Regions from separate parts of the Mus musculus genome. Here region 1 is linked to region 2. The links are chromatin contacts, called in public HiChIP or PLAC-seq maps. All regions are on one chromosome and are shown on one strand. The core of a region is the stretch at or near the end of the contact, and the rest is flanking DNA. Distances in the headings are between cores, read along the strand shown.

Region 1 (7,065 bases), core at 2,934-5,433, 540 kb after region 2:
GTGGCTGTGAGTGGGAGGCAGGTGGAGAGTGCTGTTCACAGGGTGCCCAGGGAACAGTTTGCAGTTGAATGTAAATGTGAGTTGGAAGTTGAAGAGAACAGAGTCTTAGAGCTGTGGTCACTCAGAGTTAGTCGGATATACCTTTTTTGGCTTTCTCCCAAGGTGCTGGGTACTGAATTTAGGGCCTCACTTGTGCCACCTGGGTGCTCTGCCAGTGAGCACACCCCAGGCCTCCCTGCCTCCACCCCTTTTTAAAGAGATACTAGGAATTATCCCTAGGACCTTTCACGTGCTAGGCAAGGGCTCCACTACTTTAGCTCTGGCCCGTCCTTTCTGCACTTTGTGGTTTGGGGGCAGAATGTCAGTAAGTTACCCAGGGTAGCCTTGAACCTTTTATTGCTCTGGCAGACCATGGACTTAGCCTCCTCCTGGCTCAGCCTCCCTGTGCTACCAGGTCTGCTCTCTAGTCCTTCCCCATTGGTGTTTGATCAGATATTTGTAGATGTATTTCCTGTGTCTCTTCTGTTTCATTCTGAACACCAGTGGGGTTAATGCCAGCAGATCCACATGAGAAGAGAAGACAAAAAACCCTCAGATGGGGCTAGAGGGATGGCTCAGTGGTTAAAAGCGTGTACTGTTCACTTATAGAGGACACCAGTTTCGTTCCCACATCAGGTAGCTTGTAACTGCCAGTAGCTCCACAGATCTGACACCTCTTCTGGTCCCTATGGGCACCCTTACACATAAGGAACACACACAAAATACATAAAAATAAAAAAAAAATCTTTTAAAGAACATGTTGTTACTTTAAACTTTCCCTTCTTTCTAAACTAAAACTAGCAGTTACCATCTAGAAATGAGAAATTTATCATGGGTTGTGGCTAGACCTCTCTTGCTAAAAGATATTGTTTATTTAACGTCCGTGAAGTTCTGGGTTTAATTCCCAGCACCAAAACACAAACATCTCAAGAGGTGGAGGCTGAAGGATCAGTAGCTCAAGGTCATCCAGGCCAGGCTACAGTAGACTATCTCAACAACAACAACAACAACCCACAATCAGAAACTTTAGTGTGTCCAACTCAAAATAGCCAAATGTTTTACAAGCTAAAAAAGAAAAAGACAGTAACGTGTGCTGCTTTTGCTTAGATAGTTGATTTCTGCCCTAGTTAGGGACACCGCAGCTGTGTGACACCATGAGCAAAGCCGCTTGCTAAGGAAAGGATTTATTTAGTTTATACTTTCACATCACTGTTCTTGAAGGAAGTCAGGACAGGAGCTCTCAATAGGACAGGAACCTAGAGGCAGGGACAAATGCAGAAGCCATGGAGGGCGCTGCTTACTGGCTGGCTGATGCTTTGCTGAATCCAGGGCCACCAGCCCAGGGATGGCACCGCGGACAATGAGCTGGGCCCTCCCCCATCAGTCACTAGTTAAGACAATGCCCTGCAGGTGTGTGAACAGCCTATGGAGGCGTTTTCTCAACTGAGGTTCCTTCTTCTCTGATCTAGCTTGTGTCATATTAGCATAAAACTAGCCAGCACAGCGTCTGATGTCAGTAGTGTAAGAATATTTTAAGGGAAGGAAACCTTAGAATGGAGACAGGTGTATGTGTGTATCTCCTTACCTGAGTTGTCTGGAGAGTTGGCGAGGTAACTGGCCACTTCTCATTCTGCTTTGATGAGTAAACACCTCCAGCCAGAGGTAGAGTGTAGAGATTGGGTGAATGAAATTCCTAGTTGGCAACTGATCCCGTTGGTGGCATTGGGTTGAGTGGTGTCCCAGGAACTGAGGAAGTCAGTTAGGTGGATAGCAGCCTCGTTGGGAGGGTGTGAGAGCTGTCTGACAGACCTCGTTCACTTTCCCTGCTTGCAGGCCAGAGGCGGCTGTGGGAGGCCGTGAAGAGGAGGAAGGCCATGTGCAAACGCAAGTCATGGATGAGCAAGGTGTGTGTGAGAAGGGTGTGAGGGGGTGGTGGGGCACCCAAGGGCCTCCCGCTGCTGGCAGGCTCAGGAGCCTTCTCCTGCTGCCCAGAGGTATAATCTCACCGATTGCCTCACACTTTGTACAGACTTTCCTCCTCCAAGCTCTTATCTGACAGGACACTTGTGGTGCTGCCTGGCTAAGTGTCTGTCTCCGCCACAGACAGACCGGTGAACGGCCTGTGTGCAGTAAGGGTTTCACAGCCTCTCTGGGTGCCGGAGCTGGGACTTGTTGATAAGTGTTCCTTCCTTTGAGTGTCAGGCCAGTGTCCAGAAAGGGGTAGAGGGGACTGTCTGGACATCTTTGCCTTGTTCTGTCTGCCCCCCAACACTTCCCTGTGCTCTCCGCTCTTCAGGTTCCTGTGGTCATCTGGCTCTGCTGACAGCTTCCTTCCCCACAGCTCCTCCCCACCCCCTAAGTTGGGTCTTTAGTGTTGTGAGTCCCTGATCTGACTCAGTGGAACTTTGCCCATTGTCTGGAAGACAATGAGAGAGGAAGTGAGCCAGCCAGGGCCTCTCTCTCTACTTCTGGCCTCAGAACTGGGGTGAGGGGTGAGCAGGGCAGAACAGCTGGACTGGGATTGGGCAGTAGAAATTTTCTGGCTGCAGTCTGGCAAAGGGGCTGTCTCTTGAGAGCCTGTGGCCTTTTCTGGGGACACAGTCCTGGTCCATCGCCCAGGTTTTTGCAGAGGATGAATGTGTGGCGACCTATTGACAATAGAGAAAAGCAGTGTGGGAATTTTGGATCTTACCCCAGTTCATAGTAGGTCTCTGGGTGATCAGTGGTCCTTTCTAAAATTGTCATGTCTTTGGTAAACCAGCATTGGCTCCATTACCCAGCTTACCATGTAGGACTGTGCAAAGGGCCTCGTGGCTGCAGTGGCGAAAGTAGATCTTGTAAATTGAACTTATTGGCAAATATTAGGAAAATACTGGGAGGAGGGGACAAAGTCCAAACAGGTCCTCAGATTTGAGCTGCCCTTAGTGTTTGATTTCGGGACAAGGGGCTGAGGGGCATATTTTACATACCAAAGCAGACCTGGCCTCCAGGGTCTCCCAGCATCCCTCAGTCCCTACCTGGCATACTCTGCCCGCCCCACCCCCCACCCCCAACTCAGAACTTTCCAGCCCAGGGGCTGCCCTTCTCCCAGAGGCTCTTCCCTAGTAACCCAGACATTTCCATCTCTCTCTGACTCTTTCTGTCTGTCTGTCTATCTCCTTCTCTCCCTCCCGCCCCTTTCTTCTCTCTGTGCACACCCTCTCTTTCTTTCTCTTTTCCGCCCATACCCCCACTTTCCCCATGACCACTCTAATGTGGCTTGAGTTGGCTCACTTCACCAGCTGGGGAGAAAGAACCTATCACTCAGCACACACGGGTAAGGTTGGCCAGCTCTGAGGGCAACGAGAAGAGTCTGTAGCCTGGCACTAGAGCTTTAGATGCCCAGTGGAGGGGCCAAGTCAGATTGCATGGCCAGGTGAGTTCCTTCATAGCCCCCCTCTTCCTGTCTCTTGACCTTTGGCCCTTCTTTCTCCAAAACAGGCCTTGGAGACCCCTCTAGTCTTCCTTCCTTCTCAGCCCTTGGCTCTAGGCGCCCCTCCAGAAATCCAGCTGTCTTTCCAGGCCCTTCTCCAGCAAAGACTGGCTTCATTTGCACTACATACACACACATAACACATACTCATGGGTCAACCTCAGACTAAAATTATCTTCTCCCCTGGGCAGGATGAAGGGCAGCCGACTCCCCAGGGAGGATAGAGACAGACAGTGCCAAATGGTTAACCCAGAGAAGGGGCCAGGGCTAAAAATGGACAGGGAGGTGTTTGGAGGGCCCCTCGGGCTCCTACCCTCTCTTTGTATGCTAGGGGCAAGAGGCTGTGCCGTTTAGGAGGTTCAGGAAGGGAAGGGTAAGATGGGGAGGAGCTGAAGGCCAGGGCTGCCAGGGCTGGGGCTTGGGGGTGTACCTGGAGGGCTTTGGGCTATCTCTGTCTTCACAGACCGTTTTGGGGTTAACTTCATCCACAAGCAGCATCTTCATCTGTTTTTGACGACTACCCTGAGGCTTCAGCTGTGGGTTCCCCGTTAGGGTGTACGCTAGAAGTGTGTGCCTTTAACAGGCTGCCCCTGGCAGCTTGGCAAAGCCAGGAGCTGTCTGAGGCTTACCAGTAGGGTGGGACTGAGTGCCTCTGGGGCCCTGGGTTCCATCTGGCTTCTGGCTGCTTTCAAACAGGTGTTCAGTGGAAAGCGGTTGGAGGCCGAGTTCCCTTCCCAGCACTCTCAGAGCACCTTCCGGAAGCCCTCCCCCACCCCAGGGAGCCTGCCAGGGGAGGGGACCCTGCAGAGCCTCACCTGCCTCATTGGGGAGAAAGACCTACGCCTGCTGGAGAAGCTGGGGGATGGCTCCTTTGGCGTGGTGCGCAGGGGTGAATGGGACGCCCCCGCAGGGAAGACGGTGAGCTCTGGGGTGGGCACCTCTCCCCTTCTGTCAGGCGACAAGTGACTAGGGACAGTTGTGAAAGTACTCACCTTTTGAGCCATGTTCAGGTTTAACTGAGCACAGTGATTTCTTTTTTTCAAGTCTAAAGATAGTTTGCTTACTATGAAAGATTGGACACGGAAAAATGAAAGGCAAAGGCCTGCAGCTCCCACTGCCCGGCTGAGGCAGGGCTGCAGCGCCCCCTCCTGCCACCCCAACCCCTGCAGGGATTTGTTGTGAGACAGCATCTTGGGTAGACCAGGGTGGCTTTGAACCTGCAGTGACAAAGTATTTTCTGTCCCTTTATCCTTTCCTTCCTTCATGGTCTTGGATCAGCTTTGAAGCAAGTGCTGTGCCACTGAGCTATGTCTCATCACTAAGATAGAAATTAGATTTACATATTTAAGTCATAGCCTTTTTTCTCTTAATTAAAACTCCCTAGTGGATAACCACACACAAACATACACGTATGGGGTGTGGGGGGATACAGATTATTGTAAATATATAGGGCCAGATGCACTTCCCAGACAGTATATTAATATTGCTAGCACCCAGCAGGATTTGTCAAGCCCTGGCCACTCAGCACCCCTTTTTCCAAGGTGGGGGGCATCCATAGATTATGGCATTATAGTTCAACTATATTATTGTTCTGTCTTTATATTGCTCATCTCTTAATTTATTGTCACTGCTAATTTGGGAATTTGCCCAGAAAGAAGAGGCCCACATTTAGTGACCTTTAGAGGTCAGTCAGCTGCCACCCTCTTGCAGTGCAGAGGATGTAGGATATAAACTGATGGCATGCTTGTGCACTCAGATGAACAGGTCTGACGCAAGGGGCTTTACTCTGAGTTGGAAGGTGCAGTTAGCTCAGTGTTGGGAACCATGAAGGTCTAACGCCCTGCTAATCCTGCACTGGGCAGGTGAGTGTGGCCGTCAAGTGCCTGAAGCCTGACGTGCTGAGCCAGCCAGAGGCCATGGACGACTTCATCCGGGAGGTCAATGCCATGCATTCACTAGACCACCGAAACCTCATTCGCTTGTATGGTGTGGTGCTCACACTACCCATGAAGATGGTGAGTGGCTGGGTGGGAGGGAAGGCCAGAGGGCTACCTGCAGTCTGGGCTCCCAGACGCACTCTTCCTCCTGCCTGCTCCAGTTTCCCGCCACAAGTGGCAAAGGGGTTTACCAGGGTACTGCCTAGTGCTGTCATCTCTGGATTTTCTACTGCTCACTGGCAAGATGTGCCCATAGGAATGGCTGGCCCTTGACATGAGTTATCTTTGGAGTTTTTAGCCTGGGCCTCTTTGGAATGCTTTATTCTGGGGTTTAGATTCTTGGGGGTGACTGAAGGGACAGGTCAGAAACGAACATGGAGTTCGTTCATTGGAGCTATGGTCGACCTCCAGAAAGAGACTGGGAACTTTGCCTTTGAGAGAGTGGCATCGATCTACCGGATTTATCCTGTCTGTCTTCTGTGTGGCCTCAGGTGACAGAGCTGGCACCTCTGGGATCTTTGTTGGACCGCCTACGTAAACACCAAGGTCATTTCCTCTTGGGGACGCTGAGTCGCTACGCTGTGCAGGTGGCTGAGGGTATGGCCTACCTGGAGTCCAAGCGCTTCATTCACCGGGATCTGGCTGCTCGAAACCTGCTTTTGGCTACCCGGGACCTGGTCAAGATTGGGGACTTCGGACTGATGCGAGCTCTGCCCCAGAATGATGACCACTATGTCATGCAAGAACACCGCAAGGTGCCCTTTGCCTGGTGAGGGGCAAGTGTTGCTGGCTTGTAGGGCCCAAGCTCCACTCCAGTCTCAGCAGATCCACACCTCCAACTTCTGGGGCCTCTGTTACCTACCACAGGACTGTCTGCCTCGGCCTGTCCTTCTCATTTCTGGGCCTGGGTGCCTTTCTTGAAGACTTACATGTTTGCACATCCACCCAAGGAATTCTCCAGGAATACTGGAAGGCACAAGCAATCTAAAGGGCATGTACTTGGTGGGGGATTAAAAGGCTTCCTGGAGGACTTGCTGTTAAGTTTAAAACATATGGCAAGCAGCCAGGCCAGGATGGTCAGTAGGCTTATCTGTGTAGAGCTGGCGGCAGGCGGGAATAGATTGCACCGTATCTTGTAGGCAGTGACTAACTAGTGACCTCCACGTTGCTGCTTAGCCTGCCTTGGGTCCTTGCTGGGCAGATCCTTTGCTGAGATCGTGGAGTCTCCTAGTGCCAGAGGCAGCTAAAGGGGTGGCAAGGAGAGGTCCCAAAGAAGCCGTCCCTTTGACCTTTGTTTTTTTTTTTTTTTTTTTTTTTTTTTTTTTGCCAGGTGTGCCCCTGAGAGCCTGAAGACACGGACTTTCTCCCATGCCAGTGACACCTGGATGTTTGGGGTCACACTGTGGGAGATGTTCACCTATGGCCAGGAGCCCTGGATTGGCCTCAATGGCAGCCAGGTGAGGCAGGGTAAGGGGTATGGTTCCCATAGGGCAGGTGGGAGTGATCCGTCCCTGGTCCCCAACCTGAACAGTTGCAACTAGTTCTTTTCTGGTAGATTCCCATTTCTTGCACACCCGATATTGGTGTGGGATCTCTGAGAGCTTAACAAAAGAGAAG
Region 2 (6,582 bases), core at 1,283-3,782:
CCCGCAAATGGTATTCAATCTCTGGTGTGCCCTGACGAGGTGGTATGCATCCATTTTCCACAATGAATAATCAGTAAATAGTTTGGAGCCAAGGACTGTCTCTTTCATCAAAAACTGCTGTGGGGAGCATGAGAAGGCCTTCACCTACCCAGCCGCACTCCCTAACTCTCCCGCAGAAGGCCTGCCTGCACTCCAAGACAACCCTCCACTAAGCTAAGGACCCAGCCCTCTACAGCAGCAGTGAAGGGTAAGTACGGTCCAGGGTCTCTGTGTTCTGCCTCCCCAGCAGAGTTTCCCACACCCCAGCGGCCGGGGAGAACATGGACTCACACCCATCTGGAGCTGATCTTGCACAGCTTTGGACAGTCGGGCTGCAGTGCCTGACAGACCATGAGGATGGAGTAGGAGTAAGAGCTCACCAGCTCCTGTGAAGGATCAGGCTACAGAACAGGAAATCTGACGCAAAGGCTAAGGTAGCAAAGCAGACAGGCACAGTGTGAAGACGGAGATGTCTAGCTTTCTGGCCCTCTCCTGTCAACCGTTAGATATCTGATGGGGAATATTAGATATCAGAGCCAGTGCTTCAACTGAAGGGACCCTTGGGTCGCATCATGTTGGTTTGTTATATACTGAGACCTAATGGGTAGATATTACAGAGCATTTGACAAACTTCCATTAAAGTTGGTCTGGAAGTCAATAAAATATAGTTGGTATTTCTGGCTTAAAAAAAAAAGAGGAGGAAGAAGAGGGGAGGAAGAGGAAGAAGAGGAAGGAAGAGGAAGGGGAGGAGGGGAGAGGAAGTAGAGGAGGGGGAGGAGAAGGGAAGAGGGGAGGGGGAGAAGGGGGAAGGGAGCGGAGGAGGCGGGAGGAGGACATCTTTAGAAACAAAACTGCAGGAGCTGGTGGGAAGGCTCATCCTGCCCTTCTACAGAATCAGAAGTGGGTTCTTAGCACCCAAGTCAAGAGACTCGCAGCTGCCTGTAACTCCAGCTGCAGGAGAGCCAAGGATTTATTCTGGCTTCTGTGGGCACTCACACCTACATGGCACTCAAACACCAACACTCACACACTCAATCAATCAATATCCAAAACTTAAAATCTTAATAAAAAATATAAATCCCGGGCTGGCAAGATGGCTCAGTGGTTAAGAGCACCGACTGCTCTTCCGAAGGTCCAGAGTTCAAATTCCAGCAACCACATGGTGGCTCACAACCATCCGAAATGAAATCTGATGCCCTCTTCTGGAGTGTCTGAAGACAGCTACAGTGTACTTACATATAATAAATAAATAAATAAATAAATAAATAAATAAATCTTTAAAAAAAATATATATATATATATATATATCCCCTTAGCCAGTCATGATGGCGCACTCCTTTAATCCCAGCATCCTGGAGGCAGAGGCAGATGGATCTCTGCATTTAAGGCCAGCTTGTTCTACAGAATAAGTTCAGGACAGCCAGGGCTACACAGAGAAACCCTATTTGGGGGTGGGGGGGAATCCCTTTTAAAAAAGAGAGAGGTAAAACCTCAGGGTGCCTGGGTGAGGGGGCAGGAAGGCAAAACTTTATGCTTCTAAAAAGTTAGAAATCTATGTGGCGTTTTCTTCTCTAATCAAGCATTAACATCGAAGCCGGATTTTCATTTTGCTGTCTCTCTTCAGAGAAAAGATGCTCTACTCCCTGAAACAGGAACTAGAGGAAGTTGATACTACTCAAGATCTAGTTCAAGAAAGTCAGGGTTGGCCTGAAAGCAAGCGTGAAGTGTTTCGCACACCCAAAATGTTAAGAGCAGTGGCCCCCGGTGTGAAAGGTCTCCCATGGTGTTAAGAGGGGAGCAGGGGCCAGGCATGTGGCCCGCCAACATCTTAGCGGGGACAAAGGTGGGTTCTAAAAGTTAAAATCTCAGAGAAAAGCTACACATGGACAGGCTCTTCTGAAAGGGACAGGATAGCAATGCCGTGAGAAAGAAAGGTATTTGGTTTGGTTCTCAAGATAAAAACAACATCTAAATACTCTGTCACTCGTCAGCAGCACCTGTGGACCCGCGTCCAGCGGTCAGGATGCTGTCCTGCTAAATCCTATGAAACAGCTCATGGAAGCAGAGACGTTTCCTTCCAAGGTTGAGAAGCAGAATCTGATATTAAAATGATCCTGCCCAACTCTGCATGGCGTTGGAGGTAGAATGGAAAGGGGGAGGGGGAACATCGAGGCTACGCAGATTTCTTTGACAGTCTCGCCCTTGCTGTATACTTTCATTCTTAAGTTCTTCAACTGTGTGGTCCGTTTGGCTGCTTTTCAATGTGGAGAAATTATCATCTGGTTCCCGACTGACCAGAGGCTCTGGCATAGGGACGGTGACCTGTTCTCTAAGTCTCCTGGAAAAGAACCAGCTGTGTGCTTCTGGAGCCTGGCATCTTGACCTGGCCAGAGCTTTCCTCTTCCTCCTTCCCCCGTGTTTCTTCCCTTACCGTTGCAGTTTGCCGCAGCACTGGTAAGAACAGGAAGTGCCAGGTTTCCTCTCCAGGGCTTCCGTAGAAGGGATGTGCTTACCACATCGAAAACACCAGCCGGAAGGAGAAATGCTCACACCCTCTAGAAAGCATGGCCCTCTCCGCCCACCCTACCCCCACTATAGCCACGTACCTCCTCTATGCCCTCCCATACTGGCCCCACCCCACCCCCAAGAGCCTCAGAGCCATGGGTTTGGGCCGCGATCACACTCAAGCCAACTTTAACCCCACTGAAAATTGGTTTGATGTTTATAATCCCGGCACTCGCGTTAGACTTTAAGGGATTGGTTGGATGGTTCAGTTTATGGGTCACGTGCTTGCCAGCAAACTTGACAACAAACTGGAGCCCACAACAAGAGGAGGAGACAAACTCCACAAACCAACCTCTGACTTCCACACAAATTCCCTGGTGCACGCACACACACACACAAATTACACATGTTTTTAAAATGGAGGAGGCCAATGCTGTCCGTGGTGTCACTAGCTGTAATCCCAGCATTTAAGAGGCAGGAGTTAGGGAAGATCAGAGAGGAGTTTGAAGCCAACCTGGGTTATGTGGGACCACCATCTCAAACAAACAAACAAGCAGAGAGATAAAGAAATGGAAAGACGGAGTGCCTATAAACACCCTCCAGGCTGTCCCCACGTTGTGATGATGCCTCTGGAGTCCCAGTTGCAATAGGTGACAACTGCTACTCTGAGCCTCCTTACCTCTGCCCCATATGAACCTTCTCCTTATTTGGCATTTAATCAGTAAACGTGTGTTTTTCAGGGGCCACTGTTTTGATATCCAGGGCCGACAGTTTGATATACTTGATAGAGATGGTAGGGTGCTGAGATGGCTTTCTGTAGCACACTGATAACATCTTGACCTTAATCCCATGTGATCTTCTGCAAATCTTATCTGTTCTCAGCCCAGTGTTTCCCTCAGATGAAGTGGAATTATATAAAACATTAGTACAGAATAAGTGTGAGAACTGTTAGTGGTGATGGAAGGTGAGATGGCTAGTGGGGAGTTTTTAAAGTTGCTGTTAGTTTAATGGAGTCTCCTGGTTTGAACTCAGTCTCCTGAATTTCCCGCTGCATTCCAACTTCACCGTCATCACGGACTCTGTGGAACAGTGAGATCTTTGTGCGAAAAGCCCTCAGAGAGCACCTTGGGACACTCGAGACCACCACACTGTGGTGTCAGGTTGCTGTGAACAACAGTAGTGTCCTCGTTAAAAAGAAAGTGCTGGGCTGGTGAGATGGCTCAGTGGGTAAGAGCACCCGAAGGTCCGAAGTTCAAATCCCAGCAACCACATGGTGGCTCACAACCATCCGTAATGAGATCTGACTCCCTCTTCTGGAGGGTCTGAAGACAGCTACAGTGTACTTACATGTAATAAATAAAATAAAATAAAATAAATCTTAAAAAAAAAAAAAGTGCTTTTTAAAAAATAGTTTTATGGGGGCTGGCGAGATGGCTCAGTGGTTAAGAGCGCCGACTGCTCTTCCAAAGGTCCCAAGTTCAAATCCCAGCAACCACATGGTGGCTTACAACCATCCGTAACGAAATCTGATGCCTTCTTCTGGATTATCTGAGGACAGCTACAGTGTACTTACATATAATAAATAAATAAATCTTTAAAAAAAATAGTTTTATGTCTTTTGCTTTCCCTTTGTCTGTTGATGAATATTTTTGCTCCAGATACCTTTACAGTTGGCATTCCTTCTAGGCTCCGTCCAACAGTTACCTGGCAACAGCCGGGTAGGCCTGGCTTGCTATAAAGGGGGCTGTTCGGCTCCTTCACACTCCCTCTGCTCCTTCTCTTTCTGACTCTCTTCTCTCCCTGACTCCTCCCTCCTCTCTCCCTGATCCCTCTTTCTTCATGTGTTCCTGGACTGCCTCTCTTCCACCCCTCTCTTTCTGTCTCTCTGTGTTTACTCTCTTCTCACTTCCCCTTCCCATGCTTTAAATAAACTCTATTCTATCTATACTATAGAATAGTATATGGCTGGTCCCTCAGGGGGAAGGGATGCCTCAGCACGGGCCCGCTAAGGCACACCCCCATCCTCACCATACCTCTCTCTACAAAGCACATCCTTGACTTTTTTAAAAATATAGTGCTTGGTGCTGACTCTTGGATTTAGAAACTTTCAGGTTCTCATTTCCCAAGATTCAGATTTACAAACTTGCAAGTACATATTTCCCAACGCCACATGGACTTTGCAGACATTGGAAATTCTAGACCTCCATCTAAACCCTGGAGAAGTGGTAAGCTTCCCTTCCACTGGTCATCGTAAATGGCCCCTGGTTCCACGAGAGGGCTGTTGAACTCGAAGCCACTCTCTGATGTCCTTGAGGCTGGAGTTATTCACAGTTATGACCCTTCGTTCTAGGACATCTTCCCTTGGGTGCGATTTTTCTCTCTGCTTGAGGCAGTTTCTTTCTCACTGCTGGGAAATCCTAGGCCTAGGTAAACCGTTCTCTTGATTGTCATAGCTCTTTCTCTAGCCCCCATTTCATCGCATGACACCCTGATGATCTGGCTTGGCTGCCAACACTCCTAGCTATCACATGAATCCTCAGAAGGCTGGTTGAGATAATTGACAGCTTCTACTCTCAGTCCAAAGGAACCGTCTTCACCAATGCTTCCAGACTCCCTGCTGGGATGTCTCCCACTCTTAAAGGCTTCTGGATTCACAGGCTAAATTTGGCCCCAATACCCACTAAACAATACCTCTAAACAGCTGCTTAATGGCACTTTAAAAAGAAAACTTGTACAGCTCTCAGTAGCGATCCAAAAGATGGAAAAATTTCTATGTAGGCTTTTCCCCACCTAAGTTCCCAACCATCTTATTCTCGCTCCCAGACCCCTTCCCCTTTGACTTTTAGCCCCAGTCTCCAGATCTTGTTTAGGACCTAATTCACTCTGCAAAGGCACTTCTTCCACACTCCTGTAGCCCCTGCCTACCTCCACTGCTGCCAGCTGCTCCAAAGAGCAGTCTCCGATTTCTATTTGCACAGCATGAAGCAACTGACCCACTCTGCACAAACTTCTCCATGCACAGGGACAGAGGTTGCTTTTGGTGACAGTGAGAGACCGCCTGTCTGCCAGACAAAACATTTCAGTTTGTCTCTGCTGATCTGCCATCTTTATTATGGTCAGATAAGGTTTTCAAATGTTATCACATCAGCACCATTTTACCTAAGGGTGGCCATAGATGCAGCACCATCTTTGTTATAGGCAGTCTTGGGACTATCTAACATTTTTGTTATGGGCAGTTTCCACCTCACTGTCTTCCCACTTGAGATTTCTATCCTGCCTTGATAAATAATAATTTTAACATTAATGTAAAGATTTACAATGGTAAAAAGGTTAAAGATTACTGCTTTAATATATGTTCAGCCTTGTTTTTGCTACTGTCATTAAGTTACAATGTGCTTTCTATATTTGCTAGATACATTCTAGAACAAATAATTAAACAGATTGTCTAATTCAAATATACTTAATAGATACTGGCTCTCAATCTTGTCAGAAATCTGCTAAATATAGCATTAAATGTTTAAGCTTATGATGACAGAGACTCCCAAATCCTAATCTTAAACCCCCAAGGTCTCCGAGAAGATATAGGCACAGCAATAATATTCTACCTGAATTGCAGTATGATAACCACTGAGAAACACTACTCCTTTGCCTTACCCACTGTCAGGGCAAGACCTAAACTGTGGACAAACAGGGAACCCCCAGACAGTTAAATGTCTCATATTACCTACGACAAGGTGAGTCATTTCTCCCGCGTCTCTGCTTCACAGGAAAAAGCCCCTCATCTTCTGGGCCTGGGGGTCAGACTGCCTCTGCCCCAGCTGCGATGGAGGAGGCGACAGGGACCTGGGAATTGTTTAGGAGGTAGACTATCGACCAACGTCTGTCATTTTAAATAATATATGACATCTAGGTTATAATTTGTTCTTCCCAGATTTCTGATTACATTGATGGCTTAGCTTAGCCATCAGCTTGACAGCTAGAGAACAGACCTCTAGCTCCTTCCACCACCATATTAGCTCATTAGTCAATCTGTTAACT

What was found. HiChIP or PLAC-seq counts read pairs in DNA pulled down with a chosen protein or histone mark.
Region 1: a contact with region 2 is called in an H3K27ac HiChIP or PLAC-seq map of embryonic stem cells, with 5 times the contacts expected there. The contact joins the promoter of Tnk2os here to the enhancer-like site in region 2. A contact is called at or near these places in 2 of 39 promoter capture datasets (maxillary cranial neural crest and second pharyngeal arch cranial neural crest), 2 of 15 datasets of contacts at CTCF or cohesin (embryonic stem cells and large pre-B cells), 11 of 484 Hi-C or Micro-C datasets (B cells, the G1E-ER4 cell line, the HPC-7 cell line and 7 more), 7 of 115 datasets of contacts at active chromatin or transcription factors (astrocytes, double positive thymocytes, embryonic hindbrain and 2 more) and 1 of 9 other capture datasets (embryonic stem cells).

The regions. Positions count from the first base shown.
Region 1 is chr16:32,664,014-32,671,078 of GRCm38.p6, forward strand. Tnk2os (tyrosine kinase, non-receptor 2, opposite strand) reads right to left here and starts at 4,184. Exons shown (of 3, transcript NR_033493.1): 1 at 3,942-4,184; 2 at 1,625-2,687; 3 at 1,210-1,295. Tnk2 (tyrosine kinase, non-receptor, 2) reads left to right here. Exons shown (of 16, transcript NM_016788.3): 3 at 1,873-1,943; 4 at 4,208-4,429; 5 at 5,374-5,526; 6 at 5,940-6,217; 7 at 6,779-6,905.
Region 2 is chr16:32,127,824-32,134,405 of GRCm38.p6, forward strand. No RefSeq gene overlaps it. Among named protein-coding and RNA genes, the nearest start is that of Cep19, 31 kb to the left of the region's middle. Within about 2 kb of position 2,533, at least 161 of the 459 cell types and tissues checked have an H3K27ac peak or open chromatin away from gene starts, as enhancers often do. A contact at or near this core is called in B cells, the G1E-ER4 cell line, the HPC-7 cell line and 4 more, where this site is marked.